2 separate regions of the Sus scrofa genome follow, and region 2 is linked to region 1. Evidence: chromatin contacts called from public Hi-C data. All regions are on one chromosome and are shown on one strand. The core of a region is the stretch at or near the end of the contact, and the rest is flanking DNA. Distances in the headings are between cores, read along the strand shown. Region 1 overlaps SUCO (SUN domain-containing ossification factor). Region 2 has its middle 51 kb from the start of FASLG.

Region 1 (2,700 bases), core at 104-2,603:
GACAACTATAAATTATATGTGAATTTTCAACTGCACAGAGTCAGTGTACCTAACTCCAACACTGTTCAAGGGTCAAGTATACACCCACAAGATTTGAAAGCAAGGTCTTTAAGAGACATTTGAAATGAGGGAGGGCGGAGCAAGATGGCGGAGGAGTGAGAGGTCACACTGACCTCCCACAAACACATCAAAAAAACACACGTGAAACTACTCAAACAGAACGTCAACTGAATGCTGGCAGAAGAACTTAAACCTCCAAAAAGGGAGAGAAACCCTTGACATAAATGGGTAGAACAAAAGAAAAAAAAAGGAAAGTAATCAGCACAGGACTAGCATTCCTGAAAGGGAGCTATGAAGGAGAAAAGGAACCCACATTCTGGGAAGCCACATAACTGACAGATCAGCCGAGTTGGAGGGACCTCAAAGTCGCCAAGAAAAGCACAGCAGTTGGACTGAGAACAGCAAAGCAGAGTGAGAACCACACAGAGCATCTGCACCACCGCCCCAGACACTACAGCCTGAGATGCTCGGGTGGGGGCTGGGCACTGAGACTTAGGTTCCAGAGGTCAGTCCTGGGGAGAGGACTGGGGCTGGCAGTGTGGAGAGAGCCTAAGGGGCTAAGGAACAGTGCACTACAGGTAGGGGAATGGTATGCCAAGGGCGGGGAGGGGAAGCCACAGCAGAGGGAACCCAGGAGAAGGTCTAGACCTGCAGGAGAGGCAAGGTGCCACTGTTGGGGAGGGCAAGAGGAGGAGGGGTAGGCCACCATAGGAAACTCCCTGCACCAGAGCATGTGCATGCCCACGGGCTCTCAGAGGGCAGGGTTGCTCTGGCACAAGCTATGGGCAGCGAGAAGCCTCTTGCTCATTTAGGGGAGACCGGGCGCTTCCTGTGCAGGCTACCGGAGGCCAGGCACCTCTTCGTGGGCTAAGGGCATCATTAAGTGCGACGTGGTGCCTTTTGTGATCTACAGGTGGCAGGGACAGACTGCAGTGGTTGTCTCAGAGGCCAGAGGGAGGCATGGCTTGCCACCACTGGGGGCCTGTGAGTGGGCTCCACCTGCTACCCCAGTCACCTCAGGGGTTGGCTAAAAAGAAAAAAAGAGGGCACTGCAACCAAGCACCGTACACTGCTCTCACTTCCCTGGGAACACACCCGCCCTGCAGCTGCCACTGCCAAATGCTCTGGGTGGTGCCCAGACCACTTGGTCACTGTCCTATCCCAAGACCCTACAACTAGGAGCAGCTGGTACAGTAGCTTTTGCATGGACTAAGTGGCACAGAGTGCTTCGTGCGTGGTCTGCAGGTGGTGGGGGTAAACCGCCAGTTATCTCTGACTCCAGAGGTGGGTGTGGCCAACCGCCATCAGTGATAGCTGAACAACAATCACTTGCAGTCACAACTACCTCAGACGGCACCACAGAAAAGGACACTGCGACAGAACACCACCTGTTGTTGCTTCTGCTCCCGTGGGAACAAACCCGCCCTGATTCTGCCACTGCCTAACACTCAGGGCAGTGTCCAGATGCTTGACCACAGTCCCTTTCCAGGAACCTACAACTAGGAGCAGCTTGTGCAGCACCGTCTGTGGGGGCTAAGCAGAACGAGGTGCTTCTTGCATGGTCTATAGGAGGCAGGGGCAAATCACCACAGTTATCGCTGGCTCCAGAGGTGGGAGTGGCTTGCACCACTAGGGGTCTGTGAACAGACACCACTTGCAGCCCCACTCACCTCAAGGGCACCACAGAGGAGGGCATTGTGACCAAACACCACATGTTGGTGCTCTAGCACCCCTGGGAACACACCTATCCTGCTGCTGCCACTGTCAAATGCTACAGGCAATACCCGCACACCTGATCTCCTGTGCAACACCTCCTATGTGGGCTGAGATGGGTTGTTTCATGCAAGGTCTACAGATGGCGGGGTCAAAACACCACAGTTAAGACTGACCCCAGAGGCGGTGTGGCCCGCTACTACTAGGGGACCCTGAACAGGTACCACCTGCAGTTCCAATCACCTAAGAGGAGGGCACTGCAAATGAACACAAGCTCTTGTTGCTCTCGCTCCCCTGGGAACTCACGCACCCTGCTGCTGCTACTGCCAAATGCTCTGGTCACCTTGTAGATCTGCCTAGAGCTCATTACCACTTCCCAGAGCCCACTAACTAGAAATAGCCTGTGCCACCTTTCTGCAGGTCCTTGCTGCTGCTGTTAAGAGCCCAATGACCAGCACTGACTGCTGGCCCTACCCATTGCCTTCTCCCTGAAAACACAGTGAGCATCCTGGGGATAACACACCAATGAAAGAGACAGCAAATATTCAAACTCCCACACCAAAAATAAATAGGAACCCCCCCAAAATACATAGGGGTACACTTGCATAGAAGTAGCCTTACAAGACCACAGTTTGGCTTCCCCAAACTCACAGAAAAACAAAAACACAAGCAAGATGACGAAGCACAGAAACCATTCCCAGTTAAAGGAACAGAATTCACATGAAGCAGCAAACAATGAAACTGACCTCTGCAGTCTGACAGACATTGAGTTCAAAAGAGAGACAGTGAAAATAAGGAATTACAAGAGGATATGAACAGTAATGCAGATTCCTTTAGAGAGGAACTAGAAAAATACCAAGGAGGCAAGAAAAACTAGAAAACTCACTTTCAGAGATGCAAACTGAACTAAGCGCAATAAAGAGCAGA
Region 2 (2,870 bases), core at 86-2,585, 120 kb before region 1:
AGACAAGGAAGCACCCTAAATATCCAGCAACAGGGGACTGGATAAAGAAGATGTGGTATGTATACACAGTAGAATATTGCTTAGCCATACAAAGAATGAAATAATGCCATTTGCAGTAACACGGATAAACCTAGAGATAATCATACTAAGTGACATAAGTCAAAGAAAAAAATCATATTATCACTTATATGTGGAATCGTGGAATCTAAAAAAAGTGATACAAATGAATTTCCAAAATAGAAAAAGACTCACAGACTTTGAAACCAAACTTACCGAAAGTGAGGGATAAATTGGGAATTTGTATTAACATATGCATGTTATATATCTATACATAAAATAGATAACTAACAAGGACCTGCTATATAGCATAAGAAACTCAATATTCTGTAATAACCTATATGGGAAAAGAACCTGAGAAAGAATGGGTATGTGTATAAGCATAACTGATTCTCTTTGCTGTACACCTGAAACTCATACAACATTGTAAGTCAACGATACGCCAAAAAAATTTTTTAAGAAACAATACCTACAATTGCCACTAGGTAGTACCAGCAAACCAAATGTGGATGTAGGGGAAGAAAAAAAAATGAAAAGAAATGGAGAAGTATGAATGAACTAGTTCAAAATTGGTTGAATATTCACTAATTCTTCATAACAGCCCTGTATGAGATGAGAATCAGCCTAGTTAGGGGAGGGGGAAAGGTGCCCTCTGATCATGATGTACACACATGCATCCTTCTAATTTAACTTCCCAGATCCTCAATTTAATGTCTCAGTATCCCTTACGGGTAAATATATGTAGTCATCAGGCAAGTGAGAGACATTAAAAAGGAGAGTAGATGAAATCACCAACATACATTTCTAAATCCAAGTTACTGTTCAATTTATCTACCACTGCATAAATGTTACCTGTGCCTCACTCCAATTCTATTACATTGATGTAAGTCAAGCATGAAAATCTGATCTTATTTGCCATCCCTTCCCCTGTGAAGGAAGTTGAGGCTTGAAGAATGAAGTTGCCCACCATCATAGCACTAGCAGAGCTGGAATTCAAATCGAAAACCTGCCTGACTTCGAAGCCTTTTGATTTAAATTAAACCATGAAACTAGGGTCCCTGAATCATGATGAACTTTAGCTAAGGTTTCCTGGGGGTCAAAGAAAGAAGAAAAAAACAAAAAACAAAACAAAACACTATTTCTAGAAAGTTACTTCAACTCATATTTCATCTGAGCTTCATTTCTGATAAACAGGATGTCAGTGACTTGGCCAAGACCACCCAGCAAGTCAGACACAGAGATAAGGCTAATCTGGTTCTCCACACTTGCTAAATAGGAGGGGCAGACGTTACAGATAAAAGGTGAGGCAGTACTTCTAGTCAGAAAGTGACTATAGCATGACACCAACATAATACTCATGGTTTGCACTTGTCTATTCCTTCCAATGGTCAGAAATTCTGCTAAGACCTTCACAACCACCCTATAGGATACTGTTCTTAATGGCCTCCAACATCAGTTTCTCTCCCCGTCCAGAAACATGTGTCTATTTTCCTTTGGGTAATTGCCTCCCCTCTACGTTTTGTATAATGGTCGATGGGGCTTTGATCCCACTCTCAGCCCTAGAAGTAAACCTTATTTCTATCATCTCAACTTTTTTGCCCAGTGATTCTTCAGAGTGTATTTATGAGCTAAGTCACCCTTAGAGCTATAAAGAGACATGTGCTGACGGCTTTGGGAAAGATTATTCTCCCTTCCATGGGCACTACCAGAAGAGAAACTCTTCTTTTAAATAGTAGGATATGAGGATGTAAGGTATAGAAGTGCCATGACGATTGCTATTCCCCTGAGGTGAGACAGCCTGAGGGCATGGCTGATGCAAGAAGGAAGACACAGCAAGAGGATTGCAAAGAAATGCAACTAAAGGCTTGATAAAATTATGCGTCTGAACTAAACCACAGCTAAAGCTAGATCTACTTCAAGACTTCACAGATACACAGGACAATACCTTTCCCTTAAACTAGCTTAAGTTTTTTTTCTTTCTTTTTGGTTTTTTTTTTTTGGGAGGGGCGGTGCTCACCTTGGCACGTGGAAGTTCCCATGCCAGGGATCAAACTTGAGCCACTACAGTGACCCTAGCCACTGCAGTGACTACACCAGATCCTTACCCAACTGTGCCACAAGGAAACCAAAGACATCTTAATGGATTCACGTTAAGTACCAGCATTATTCTTGTTTTAAGAATAAGAATATGGAGACATAAAATTAACTGATTTTATACCATTTGTAAGAAGATGTTTTCTGGCCCTAAAACCTTAGCTATTAATCACAAATTACAGCTTTCTCAGGCCAACATTCCAAAGGGAGGGAAATACCTCTTTTCCTCTGGCTTTAGCTAGGAGATGCAGCTTAGTCTTTCTCCTTAATCCTCACATTTGCTATGGAACCTTTTTAAATAGCCTCTTCTAATCATGCATTCACAGGACTAAGATGTTACTAGACTGATGATGTAAGCTCACAGGAGCAAGTAAGACAGTGTTATTTGAGTTTAGAGGTGTGGTATTAGAAGGACTTCTAGCCCAGGAATCAATCAAGTCTCTTCACTTTGGACTTCTGATTGTTTTCTATGTCTAGACACAGGCATTTTTGGATCTCTGGTCGCATCACAGATATACTTGTCTAGTCATTGACACTGAAGAGTCAAAGTAAACACTGTGACAATGAGGACATGTAAACCTACTGCTCATAGCACACTATGAGAGTAAGAGGGTGATCACAACCTACAGTATCACTGAAACACCTGCATGATGCCAGTTTGGAACTTCTGTCTCTAATTACAGATACCCAGAAAAGATTCCCAATGTCCCCACCCCCAA

What was found. Hi-C and Micro-C count contacts between places; a contact is called where the count stands out from the background.
Region 2: a contact with region 1 is called in a Hi-C map of fetal liver, with 2.4 times the contacts expected there. The contact joins two enhancer-like sites. A contact is called at or near these places in 2 of 5 promoter capture datasets (fetal liver and liver) and 5 of 47 Hi-C or Micro-C datasets (alveolar macrophages, blood, fetal liver and 2 more).

What each region holds. Positions count from the first base shown.
Region 1 is chr9:114,996,259-114,998,958 of Sscrofa11.1, reverse strand. The region is part of intron 23 of SUCO (SUN domain-containing ossification factor); the gene reads right to left. The region is part of intron 2 of LOC110255510 (a long non-coding RNA gene); the gene reads left to right. Among named protein-coding and RNA genes, the nearest start is that of FASLG, 71 kb to the left of the region's middle. Within about 2 kb of position 1,353, at least 3 of the 83 cell types and tissues checked have an H3K27ac peak or open chromatin away from gene starts, as enhancers often do. A contact at or near this core is called in fetal liver, where this site is marked.
Region 2 is chr9:115,117,961-115,120,830 of Sscrofa11.1, reverse strand. No RefSeq gene overlaps it. Among named protein-coding and RNA genes, the nearest start is that of FASLG, 51 kb to the right of the region's middle. Within about 2 kb of position 1,335, at least 3 of the 83 cell types and tissues checked have an H3K27ac peak or open chromatin away from gene starts, as enhancers often do. A contact at or near this core is called in fetal liver, where this site is marked.